Linked DNA regions of Mus musculus: region 1 is linked to region 2. The links are chromatin contacts, called in public promoter capture Hi-C maps. All regions are on one chromosome and are shown on one strand. The core of a region is the stretch at or near the end of the contact, and the rest is flanking DNA. Distances in the headings are between cores, read along the strand shown.

What was found. Promoter capture Hi-C pulls out the DNA fragments that hold promoters and counts their contacts.
Region 1: a contact with region 2 is called in a promoter capture Hi-C map of the HPC-7 cell line. The contact joins the promoter of Orc2 here to the promoter of Tyw5 in region 2. A contact is called at or near these places in 4 of 39 promoter capture datasets (the HPC-7 cell line, cranial neural crest, embryonic stem cells and 1 more), 1 of 484 Hi-C or Micro-C datasets (CD8 T cells), 2 of 115 datasets of contacts at active chromatin or transcription factors (large pre-B cells and pro-B cells) and 1 of 9 other capture datasets (adipose tissue).

Annotation. Positions count from the first base shown.
Region 1 is chr1:58,502,666-58,508,817 of GRCm38.p6, reverse strand. Orc2 (origin recognition complex, subunit 2) reads left to right here and starts at 3,709. Exons shown (of 18, transcript NM_008765.3): 1 at 3,709-4,046. It overlaps Gm15834 (a long non-coding RNA gene), which reads right to left and starts at 3,702. Exons shown (of 4, transcript XR_865442.3): 1 at 1-3,702.
Region 2 is chr1:57,403,982-57,410,304 of GRCm38.p6, reverse strand. Tyw5 (tRNA-yW synthesizing protein 5) reads left to right here and starts at 3,631. Exons shown (of 8, transcript NM_001037742.2): 1 at 3,631-3,921. The coding sequence starts at 3,844. It overlaps Maip1 (matrix AAA peptidase interacting protein 1), which reads right to left and starts at 4,039. Exons shown (of 5, transcript NM_001081181.3): 1 at 3,083-4,039; 2 at 322-393. The coding sequence starts at 3,532.

The DNA.
Region 1 (6,152 bases), core at 2,460-4,959, 1.1 Mb before region 2:
CTCAGGTATCTCTGAGTCTAGGGATGTGTAGGTGAAATAGGTCTCCTTAATCCCTTCTAAAAGGCTGCTGGTGATTCTGTCTTTTCCTGCTGCACATTATGTACCTTGGCCAAATTAGTGGTTAACACACAGCTACCCTGAGATCTCCCATTAGAGTCTGGTGGTAGACCTGAAACCTCTTCTTACCTTTTGCCAAGTTAAAATTCCAGTCTGGTCTAGTCAAGGGAAAGTCTGCATCAGTCATAGCTTAGTTAGTAGTAGGAAGTCTCATTTGATCCCAGAACCAATTTCCGGACCTCATTTAAAATCCTCTTTTGGTCCTCGGTAGTGAAGAGGATCTACAAGAGCTGTTGGCAGTTATCCCAGGTGGGTTGGTGAGTAAAAATGACAGAATCTATTAAGTTAACTAAGGCAGCTGGTTTCTCTGAGAATTCAGTATTCTGGATTTTCCAGTTATATAGATCACTAGTAGCAAAGGGACAATATTGTATCAGTTGGTTAGGGGCCTATTTCCTTCAAGGAGAGAAGACCGGCTTGGCCGTGGGCAGTCAAGGCAGCTTTCATTGGGCTTTCCCTCAAGTATAAGGTGGGTGTGGAAAGTGTAGCTGAATAAACCCTTTCCTCCCCAACTTGCTTCTTGGTCATGTTTGTGCGGGAATAGAAACCCTGACTAAGAGAGCTGCTGTGGCAGCAGCAGTGATTTGAACCATTCTGGTGGCTCCTGGACCACATCCTGCTGGCGATGATGTAGATGACTTGGTCATCAAAAATAATTTCCTTGGTCCTAAAAATCATGAGCATGTGCCAAGTTCCCTCTAGGGGCCAGCCAACATTGAAAATTGGCCATTCATTCATGCAAAAAGTGATTAGTCTGTCCTTAACAACTAAGCCTAGACTTCTAGCCATAATTTTATAGTCCTTGAAATGGTCTAAGAACAAAGTTAAAGGTGTGGTCTGAGCCTGTCCCATGGCATCAGTCACAGAGAGCAAACAGAAGAATGAAAGACAATAAGGCACTCAGTCCTCCTGGTGATTGGAGGCAAAAATGTAAGTGAGACAACAGCCTTATACAGTGTTGTAGGAGCAACCCAATTCATCTCAAGTCTATGAGGGGGATCCAATTCCCTCCATGTGGGTCCGGGGCATCTCCCAAGTCCCTTGGCCCTGGGGTCATCCAACGAGTCCATCTAGACTGCCTACAGGCTACTCATATCAAGGGTAGAGAGCCAAGACACCAAGACAGAGGACAAACATTCAGACACCTACCAGTCAGGTTTTGACTCAACAGTTCAAGGAGTCCTGGGGGGATGGGAATCCCGGACAAGCCCCCAAATGTTATGCCCCGATCCAAGGGTCCCCAAAGACCACCAGGAATAAAACTCATATGCAAAAGCAAAGAGTCTTTATTCAAACTCAAGCTTGGACCTTCTGGCTCCTCTATCAATGTGAGGTAGCAAAGAAGGCCTCAAGCACCTAAGGTTTAACATTTTTATTTCAGTTACAGCAAGGTGAGGAACTTATCAACTTAGCAGTTATATGACTGTCTAACAATGATTTCAGTTGGCTTAAGCAGTTTTATCTATATCTATCTACACAGATATAGAGCGTTAGGTATTTTCTTGCTGGTGGATCATGTCTAGGGTGGTTCCTTCCTGGAAAGGTTTTTTATTTGTTTGTATGTTTTTGTTTTTTTTTTGTTTTTTGGGGGGTTTTTTGTTTGTTTTTTGTTTTGTTTTGTTTTTTGTTTTTCAAGACAGGGTTTCTCTGTTTAGCCCTGGCTGTCCTGGAACTCACTTTGTAGACCAGGCTGGCCTCGAACTCAGAAATCCGCCTGCCTCTGCCTCCCGAGTGCTGGGATCAAAGGTGTGCACCACCATACCCAGCTGTTTTTTTGTTTGTTTGTTTGTTTGTTTGTTTTTTAATAAATTAGAGTTTAACCGAGAACAGGGCCTAGTGTATAAAATGGAGGTCTGGTTACAAGATGGAGTCTGTCTTGTCAAGTTGTGGCCCTTCAACAGTACCTGGCATGAATTCCCTCCTATTGATGAAACATAGTAAGTAATAACTTGGGTTATCTATAGGAAAATAGATTCTAATAGCATAGAGGGTAGGTATCTGCCCAGCTCTTGTGCTGTTTAAGGTTTATAAAGGTTGTGTGTATGTTTTATCCGGAAACTAAATGATCAAAGGTGGGTAGTAATTTGGGTCCGGATTAAATAATTTGTCCAACAAAAGTGAAATACGGATGTATGTAAAGTATCCTCACATTTCTCAATTGGAATCTTTAAACCAGTGGTTCTCAACCTGTGAAGTATAACCCCTTTGGCTAACCCCTATCTCCAGAAATATTTACATTTATGATTCATAACAGTAGTAAAATTACAGTTATGAAGTAGCAAAAAGAAACAAACAAAAACGTTATGATCAGGGGTTACCACAACATGAGGAAGTGTTAAAGGGTCCAGCATTAGAAGATTGAGAACCACTGTTCTAAACAGCTCCCAAAAAGTCTGACTCCATTTCTTCCTTCCCACTATTATATTCCACAGATAATCTTTCAATACAAATGTGGCCAGTCCCTTAAGTACCAACTTGTAATTCATAATATCTGACACTTTGACACTTTATTCATCTATTTTCATTTTGCTTTTCTTCCTAGAAAATTCAAATCAATTCAGGCCTTAGTTTTCATATCTCTTCCTTTAAGGAAAGTGTTCCTGATTCCTTCTGGTCTTATAATTATATAATCCTGTGCCCTGCTGTTAGGAACATAACTTAAAAATCATTCTCTGTAACTTGGAAACCATTTTGTATGACTTGAAATAACGCAATGCATGTGCAATAGAAGTTTGCCACCAGGTAGCTCTGATGAGACCTAGAAGCAAACCACCGGCAGGTCACCTGGAAGCCCAGTTACCAGCCTAGCCCCGGACGGTCCTTGATATGGTTAAAAACAAAAACCTAACCACAAGGTGGTGTTAAGATAGTGAACCAAACCCAAGTTGTGAGCTTGATTTTCAGAGCTCAATGAAATGATACAAAGGTTGGAACTTTGGGATTTGTGCTCTCTAGGCATCACATTTATAGCCAGTGTGTTTATATCCATTGGCAAGAATGAGTAAGTATTCAGCTGCCTTATTCTAGCACTTTCCCCAAGACTGTATGTTCAGTTTCTTCTCGTTCAATTACCCAGAAGCTCAGTTATTCAGAGGTGCCTCTACTTGAGTATTGTATTCTTACTGTTGGTTCTAAGTATGATAAGTTCGGAATAAGCGAATCCAAATGACGTAGTCCTGTTAGTAAACAAATATTTTCATGTATCCCAGCCAGATTCACTCGTTTTCCTTCTCATTTCCTCTGTATAAGCCCCCTTTTCGTGTCTTTATTTCATTAGTTGTATGGTCCTATTTTCTTGTTCATGCTCTGGCTCCGCCCTCCCTCAAACCCTTGAGATCCCTTTGCATCATATGCGAGCAGGTATTCGCTGTTCCTCAAGCGAATCCATCTTCATTATCTTTTTTTTTTTTTTTTTTTTTTCCTCAGAGCAGCTAGACTAACAATATTAAGATTGACATAAAACACCAACCAACCGTACAACCGGGGACGCTGCCCTTAACTTCCAGACAGCTAGCACACACTTGTCTCTCCAGAGATCCGGCGTGCTCCGCGCACGGTCCCTTCCCCCGGAAACGGAAACTGAAGAGATGAGGAAAGCCCGGGAACCCACTATTGGTTGGGGGATCTGTTTTCCGACTGAGCGAGGGCCTATGGCCCGAGTCAACGGGCTTGCGGCGCCGTCGCTCTGGGCGGCTCGGCTCCCCATTGGTTTCTTAGGGCACCGCCCACCGGCGGCCGGGGATTCAGTGTGCTGCGCGCAGCTCCCTTGCCCTGCTGGGCGCGCAGGTTCGGCTTGGACCGGTCGACTCTTTCCCTAGACGCTGGCCTCCCCGGGCCGTTCTGGGGTGTTCCGCGGCGGCGGGAGTCCTGGCTGGCGGCTCAAGTGAGCCTCGCGGCCGTTCTCCCTCCCGCCGGCTCGGACTCGAGAGGTGAGTCCCAGTGCGCCCTGCTGCAGCCGCGGCTCACTGCGCGCTTCCCCCGACACCCGTGGCCTTGCCGCTCGCCCACCATGGCGGGAGATGACGAGGCCGCCGGGCGCAGGCTGGAGGATGCTGGGGAGCAGCCCCCCTGGGTGAGAGGCGCTGTCTGCGAAAGCCAAGGCTGTCCTGTGGCGAGAAGTCTCCTGCACGGACCGTGCCTGCTTTCCGGCTAACCCGGCCCTTTATTTGAGAAGAGAATGAAAAGGAACTGTAACAAAAATGGCAGTGTTCTGCCAGAGGAGAAGGAACTCGGAGGGATGTAGCTCAAGGGATCGCGGGATGGAACGACTGCTGAAGTCTGTTCTGTTGTCCCGGCCGGGTGTCCCTAAAGGTCTCCTTGGGGCAGTGCTTGGTTTGAAAAATGTGTTTACTCCCAGAGGAAAGTGCATGGCTGCCAACACTTGGTGCTGCCTTGTAGTTAGTTGACTGTGAAGAGAATTGACCCTTTAGCCCTACAGATAATCACTATCCGTTATAGATGCTCCCTGTGGATATCTGCATTTCATTGGTTGATTATGGGCATGTGCATTCATGTGGATGTTGGTGCATATGTGCCGGTAGTGTGTGTTAATTTTAGATGTCTTTTTGGATCGTTCTTAACTGAGGCGGGGTCTTACTCTAACCGGGTCCTTGTTGGTTAACCAGCTTGCCTCGGGGAACCCCATTCTCCTCCTCCCCAGTTCTGAGTGCTCCTCAACTTTTAAATGACTACAAGGATCTCAGTTCCCATTCTGACGCTTGCAGGACACGTGCTTTTAGCCACTGAGCTGTCTAGTCAGCCTCCCAGATTGCAGTTTTCTTGTGTATCTGTTAGGTAGTGTTTTTCTGAGGAATTGCAGAAAAGAAGGGGACATTCTCTTAGGAGGTCTTGGTAGGAATTTCAGTTGAGGTGATTTTGTTTGTATTACATAAAATATCTTAAAAATCGGAGATGTTGTATAAATGCATTTGAGGCTGAACAGGCATACCCTGCCTTTTTGACATTTGGATACCTTGTTGCTGTCATTTACAAAGTTCGTGGCTGAGAATATCACAATACAGTTACAGAAAATTTTGCAAAAACCACTCATAATGTTTAAGCACGTTTACAACAAGGATTCGTGGCTATCCTTGACTATATAGGGCTGCTCACCTAGTGATTAAAATACTAGATCTGGGAATGGGGCATAGCTATGATCCCACTACTCTTAAAACTGAGGCTGCTAAGTCATGAGTTCAAAGCTGGCTTGTATTATAAAGTAAGACCTTCACAATAGTAAACTAAGGGACTAGGGGTGTAATACAGTTGATGAAGTGCTTGGTTTAGCACACTGGAAGCCCACAGCTCCACCCCAGCACTGCATATGCTAATGATAGTGATACAGGCCTGTAACCTATCTAGCACATGGGAGGTGGGGGCATAATCAGAAGTTCAAAGTTATCTTTGGCTACATGGTTGGAGACCAGTCTGGGACTCATGAGATAATTGTTACACACACACACACACACACACACACAAAGTAAAAGAAAATGTAACAGGTATTAGAGAGATGGCTCAGTTGGTAAAGTGCTTGCCTTGCAAGCATGAGAACCTGAGTTCAATCCCTAGAACCTACATTTAAAAAAAAAAATGGTGGCAGGGAGCTTGCCGTCTTAGGGAGGCAGAGACAGGCGGTTCCCAGGGCTTGCTGGTCAACCAGCCTAGTCTACAAGTCCATGGCTATTGAGAGACCCTGTCTCAAAAAATAAGACAACTGACTCCCGAGGTTGTCCTCTGACCTCTGCACTTACAAGTACACAATAAACCCCCTTAGGGAAATGGCCTGTGATAATATTTAGTTACCTAGAATATTTTTATGAGTCCTTGAAAATTCACTCTCAAGAATTATTTATCTTTTACTAATGAAAATTAGATAATAATATTCTCTGTAGTCTGACCCTCCCCCACACTTTCTCTCCTCTCATTGCCTGGAAGTTCAAAGCTATATGTTTTGTTTTGTGATGACATGTTATAAGTAGTTTTCAGAGAGGGTAAGATTCTTATCCAGTGGCAGGAAGTACTTTACAAGATAAATG
Region 2 (6,323 bases), core at 2,382-4,881:
CCTTCTTAGAACGGAATTTTTCAAGACTTAATTTTAAAATACTTTATCTACTCATCCTCAGAAATAAAACTGAAAAGCATCTAGGTATTCAACTAGGCAATTCCTGATAGAACGTTACACATAAGAACAACTGGCAAGCACACCATTTGCCTATCTATGCTGCTAAGTGCCCGGAGTTGTTGCAACTTTTGTGACCGGAAGTACCATTAAGGACAGACACCCTCTGTTGGCGCATGTTCTGTTTGAAAGCAGAAATGGAGCCATGCATGCATCAGTCTATGCCAAGAATCATGGACTTTTTAAATTAAAAGAACACTTTACCTCTTTGGCTACAAGTTCTTCCAATAGATCAAATTTACACTGTGACAGCAACTTGGATACATAAGCAAAAGCCTTGAAAAAACAGGAATGTAAAGATGACAGTTATTTCAAAACATCACATAAAATAGCATACCACATTCATAATTAAATGGTTAGTAGAGCAAAAACTGCTTTATGGTAAACGTGATAGCAAAAACTATTACAATAATGTTGGACATGACTGCTTTTAAGTTGATTGCCTTTTCTCAGATGGCTTGCCCGCATATACAGTTACAAATGAGCTGACTACAAATTATGAATCCATTTCTAGGTCTTGGGAAATGACAGTATGTGGCATATATACTAGATATCTCAATAAAAAATTACCTTCTATTTTATTTTAAAATGATGATATAAACAACTATGATATACCTCTTAATCATTTACAGACAGCAATTAGAAAGTAAAACACTCTGGAGTCTAGATTGTACTTGAAGTCTGGAGATCTGGATTATAGACAGAACCTCTCTAAGATATATGTTAGGTTTAGAAAAGTGGGAGAAAGGAGAAATAGCTTATGATCTAAGACAGTGACTCTCAACCTGAGGTATAAGGTCTTATTTTAAGAAGGGGGAAGAGAATCCACAATTCTCCACACTCAGCAATGAGAAAAAGCTGATACATTCAGATCCCACTTGTATTTCAGGAGCTTTAAGCCAGCTGAGAGAAGACATGTTAGCCAACAAGTTCAAGAATTTAAGATATAAGAGAGAACTATCTAATCTTGGAGGACCACAGAGGTTCCATAAAGGAAGTAGCTGAAACCTGACTACTGGCTGGAGAAAAGCGAGCACGTGCAACAGAGAACTGCAAATGATTACTAGCTGAACTGTCTCTCTGCCATGGTCATGGTAAAGCCCTAAACTCTAAGACCTTGGGATATGATATTATTTGGAGACAACACCTTTAAAGAAGTGATTAAATAATAATAATAATAAAAAGCTGGTTAGTGTATCATCAGTACCTTTATGACAGGAGGAAATGTTTAGAGATGCCAGACATAAACAAATGTAGCGGCCTGAGGAGAAGGCAAACTTCTCATCTCTAGATATTGGAATATTTCTGTTTAAGCTGTTTAGTCTGAGACACCCTCTATAATAGCCCTAGCAAACAACCACAATTCAATGCAGATGACTTTTGAGAACATGCACATACCCAAATTCAAGGTCTCCCTGAACACTCTGGGGCAGGGATCTCCTATGTTTGGAAAGCTCTCACATGCAGCATGAATGATAATCCAGATATTAGGAACTATAACCGTTATGCAGAACCCTCGTCTCTACTTTGGTTGGTCAAGATCATACCTGAGCAAACTGCTCTAAAATGTAATAATGAATAATGAGGCTACCCTGGTAAGATCCTCTCCACACTAGAGTTAGTTATGAGGTACCTTGTAGGTGCTAGAAATGGAACTTAGGATCTCTGAAAGATGTTCTTTAGCCACTGAACCATCTCGCCAGCACACCTGGGTTCATCGTGTCTAAACAAGGATTGGACAAGAGGCCTTTTCAATTTGACGTCATATGATGATTTCCATTCCTGAACTAGTGTAGTTATGTATGGGTGATGGAGCAGACTCATGTGTGGACACTGCAGAGTAAGGAGTAGGATCCCACCATTTTACCCCTCTGTGCACAACTGACACAGAGAACAGACTAGCAAATTCACCCTATCTTCATACTTAGGTAGGCATTATCACTCAAGCTTGCTCACTTTTATTTTTGAGCAAACATATATATTAGCTAAGAGTGGACCCAGGGAGACAGGAGTTAATACTGCCCCAGATTACACGAAGTTGAGAACTCATTTACAACTACATGAGTTGGGTATAAATGGCTAGGAATTGGGGAAAATCTGAATAAGTCAGAAGTAAAATTAAAAATACCAGCATATAGTCAATGTTGTTAAATTATTATCCTGATGGTCTATTCCAGTATGAACTGGAGAATAAACTATGACTTCTACCTTTGTATTAATCAACAGTTTTGAAATGCTAGGGACTGACAACCTAAGAAAATGAAAGGAGATTTAAAAAGTCTTCCTGGAAAGAAAAGCATGTACACACAAACTGTGTCAATGATCTTGAGATTCAAAGTGACCATTGTTAAGGCAACATCACTTGCTATTCAGAAAGGTCACGATGGGCAAAGTCAGAGCTAGGAATCACCAGTGTGCTAGACCTGGACACTAAGTAGACCAGCAGCCTCAGCAAACTCTTATCCTTGACAGAATATATAGGTAGAGAATGCAGAAGGCAATTCAGATCTGTCAAACAGCTGGTAGGAAACTGCCTTTGTACCTGAAATGATATGTTATTACTTTGGCAGTGTTATCTTATTCCTCACCATAACTTACTCCATTCGATTTACTTAACAAATACTTATGAAGTGCCTACTATGTGTGCCAGGCACTGTCTTCTCTAATCTTCTAATTCTGGAAAAATCATACCCAAAGGATTAACTAATTTTAGAGTGGCACTGACAAACAGGCTTTGAACTTAGGCCTTCATCCTAGTTTCTTGAATGAACCCCTCCTCCCTGACGACCATGCGAACACACTTAGAAGCTTATTAAAGTCCTGAAGTGGCCGAAAGATTCAGTGTCTAGGTCACTACCATCGTTGGATACCACGGGTCGCAATGAAGAAACTTCATGGCTAAACACTTGATCACGGAAACGCTGAATGCACGAGGCAGAGAGGTCAGTTAGGGGAGCAAACAAACCTGCTTCGCCCCTTCAGAGAACTCAGCGATACTGAACTCTTTGTCGAAATAGGCCCAAATAAGGAAGGCGTAAATTCGAGTCCGGACCCAGTTGATGGGATTGGAAAATCCCAGAATGATCATTCTGGTTCTCTGGCGTTGCTGGGGCTGCTCCTCGGTGCTGTAGCTGCGGCTGGGACTAGCGGGTAAAGAAGCGAGGGCTGGAGGATGTTCTACCCGGCCGAGAAGGGATCTTCGGGAGCTCCAGGAACGCAACGCAGGGCTTGTCCAGGCCCGAGTGTAGCGAGGGATCGGAGCCGCGCTTGAGCCCAGGCGACGGCGGCACAGGCAGCAAATTTCAGTCAGCGTCAGCCTCACCTCGGTGCTACCGAGAGTCCGGAGTCGGGTGACCGGGCCGGGCAGCGGCCGGGAAAGCAGGGGCAGAGGTAGGAGACGGGCGGCCAGCGCCATGTTTGTGACCTTTCACCTCTGCATGCCTGTGCAGTACTGAAAGCAGGCCGGAGGGAAACCAGCTCGCCGGGGTTGGAGAAGTGGAGCCAAGGCCGCCTCGCTGCCGCCGCCTCGGGTGAGTCCTCTCATTTCGGCTGTGTTAGCCCTCAGCCCAGGCCGAAGCCCTCGGGCTCCCCGCCGTGCGCACTTCGAACCAGCCGCCGCCCTCTGGGGTCAGTCACCTACGCGGACCATTTCTTCCGGAGTAGTGTTTCCAGGGGAAATCACGCGTGGAAGAACTCGTCCAAATTCCCAGGCCTGTGAATTTCACCATGGCTGAGCAGCGTCTTCCGGTACCCCGGCTGCGGGGCGTCTCCCGGGAGCAGTTCATGGAGCATCTTTATCCACAGGTGAGGAGGCCCGCCGCGGAAAGGCAGGGGAGACACCCCGGTACCTTCTGGCGGCCCATCTGCTCTCCTGCAACCCAGAGATTGTTCGGGGGAAGAGAAGGCGCTCTGCTGTCAAGGGAGTGAGCGGAAGGGACCTGTAGCCCTGCTCGGGAATTCAAAGCCCCGGAGAGAAACGGCCCCACATTTTTGGGGAGCAGGATGACCGGAGAAAGCTGGGTGGCACGAAGCTCACTGAGAGGTCGCGCGTGTGGCTTTCTGACCTCACGTGCTCCCTTTCTATGGAGTTTTTCCTAAAGTCTAGTTCAGGATCCCTCGCCCTTCTCTTGCTTGGTCCTAACAGCCCCTGGAGTATTTCGAGATATTAGATTTTTGAAACTCGATATTTCAGTCTAATGAAGGATTGCAACAGGGAAACCAATGGAAATCGTCTCGTAGGTTTCCTCTGGTACAAGTCATTCCTTGATTTAAGCCAGAATCATAATTAAGGATTAAGCCCTTTAGTTTTGTTTTGTTGTTTTGTTTTTTCCGAGACAGGGTTTCACTGTATAGCTCTTGCTGTCCTGGAACTCACTCTGTAGACAAGGCTGGCCTCGAACTCATAAATCCGCCTGCCTCAGCCTCCGAAGTGCTGAGACTAAAGGCGTGCGCCACCACCGCCCGGCTCCCTTTAGTTTTTAAAGAAAGAAGTAGCAGAAAGCAGTTAGATTTAAGAAAAGAAAATAAGTTTGCTCTCAGGACTTTTCAAGAAAGTCCAAGTATCAGAATAACAGAGTAAGGATTCTGGCGATTATTCTAAGGGAAAAAGTCTCTGAAGTATATTAGTGGTAGTAAGATAGGATCTGTAGCTACAGCTACGCTATGCTGCTGGAGCAGCCTGAAGTGTTCCTTTGAGAAGACAGGATTACTGATGACCCTAGAAGAATTTCTAATTGAGTCAATATAAGGCAGAGTTTAAGTTTACTAAGAAGTTGTAGTTCATGTTTCAAGAGAGATGCTTTGGGCTAATACTATAGTTTGATCAGGTAAAACCATGGTTCACTAACATTGCACAAGGAGGTTAAGATGTGTCTTTTTTTACAGGTCAGTGGTGGCACATGCTTTTAATCCCAACATTCAGGAGGCAGAGGCAGGCAGATCTCTGAGTTCCAGGCCAACCTGATCTACAGAGCAAGTCCCAGGACAGCCAGGGCTTCATGGAGAAATCTTGTCTCAAAAACAAACAAAGAAGAAACAAAACCAAAAAAACCCCCAAAATATAAAAAGACAAGTCTTTTACTGCTGGTGGAGCTTTAATCTTGCTCATGAGAATCCTAGAAAATAACTATCTTACAGGAAAGGTGATAAGCCGTACCTGGTCATATGCGTTTTGGCCTTAGACATGATTTGTTACTATTATAATATTCTTACTTATAAAAAGAAATACCTCCATGTAGGCCACCTCCCAGCAAGATTTTTTAATTGTGCTGGAATTATTATTATTATGGAGACAGGGTATCTCTGTGTAGCCCTACTTGCCCTGGTATTCTGATCTGTAGATCAGGCTGTCTCAAGCTCACAGAGACCCACCTGCCTCCCTAGTGCTGGGATTAAAGGTATGTGCCATTACATCCTGACTAGTTGTGCTGAATTCTTACCTCTCAGCTGGTGAGAGACTTTAGACTGCAGGGTGAGGACCTTTCTATCCCATGTCCTTAAATTTCCCTGTCTTCCTACCTCACCTCAGTTGCTGTAAGTCTGCTAGAAGTGGAACAAAGCAAATCAACAAAAAAAAACAGTTTTTCATCAGTAGTCATGTCATTCATTCCTGTACTGAGATAACTAATTCTTGACCACATATGTTGCCCATCGTTAAGAAGCTTTGATAATTCGCCCTTGGTGAGGGTGTATTGACATAGCAGCCAACTGGTTTATACCAAGTGATTTAACTCTTGATATGGCTTACAAACTACATGTTTACTTTATAACAGAGCGATTTTTAATTCAGTGACAGTTCCATACAGAAAATAATGAATTTTGCTCATTTTCACTCCTATCACTCAGTCTCACCCCACCCTCTCCTATTGCACTCCTTGTCAACAGACCTCTCTCCTACTTACGTGTGTGTCACTGGGCTTATAGCAATTTCATATTTATTTATTTGGTTCTTTTTTTTTTTAAAGATTTATTTATTTTTATGTACATGAGTACACTGTATCTGTCTTCAGACACACCAGAAGAGAGCATCCAATCCCATTATTACAAATGGTTGTGAGCCACCATGTGGTTGCTGGGAATAGAACTCAGGACCTCTGGAAGAGCAGTCAGTGCTCTTAACCACTGAGCCATCTCTCTAGCCCAGCAATTTTGTATTTAAGAATTTATGCAGAGATTTCTCTAAATATATGACAGTATCTATAGGATTC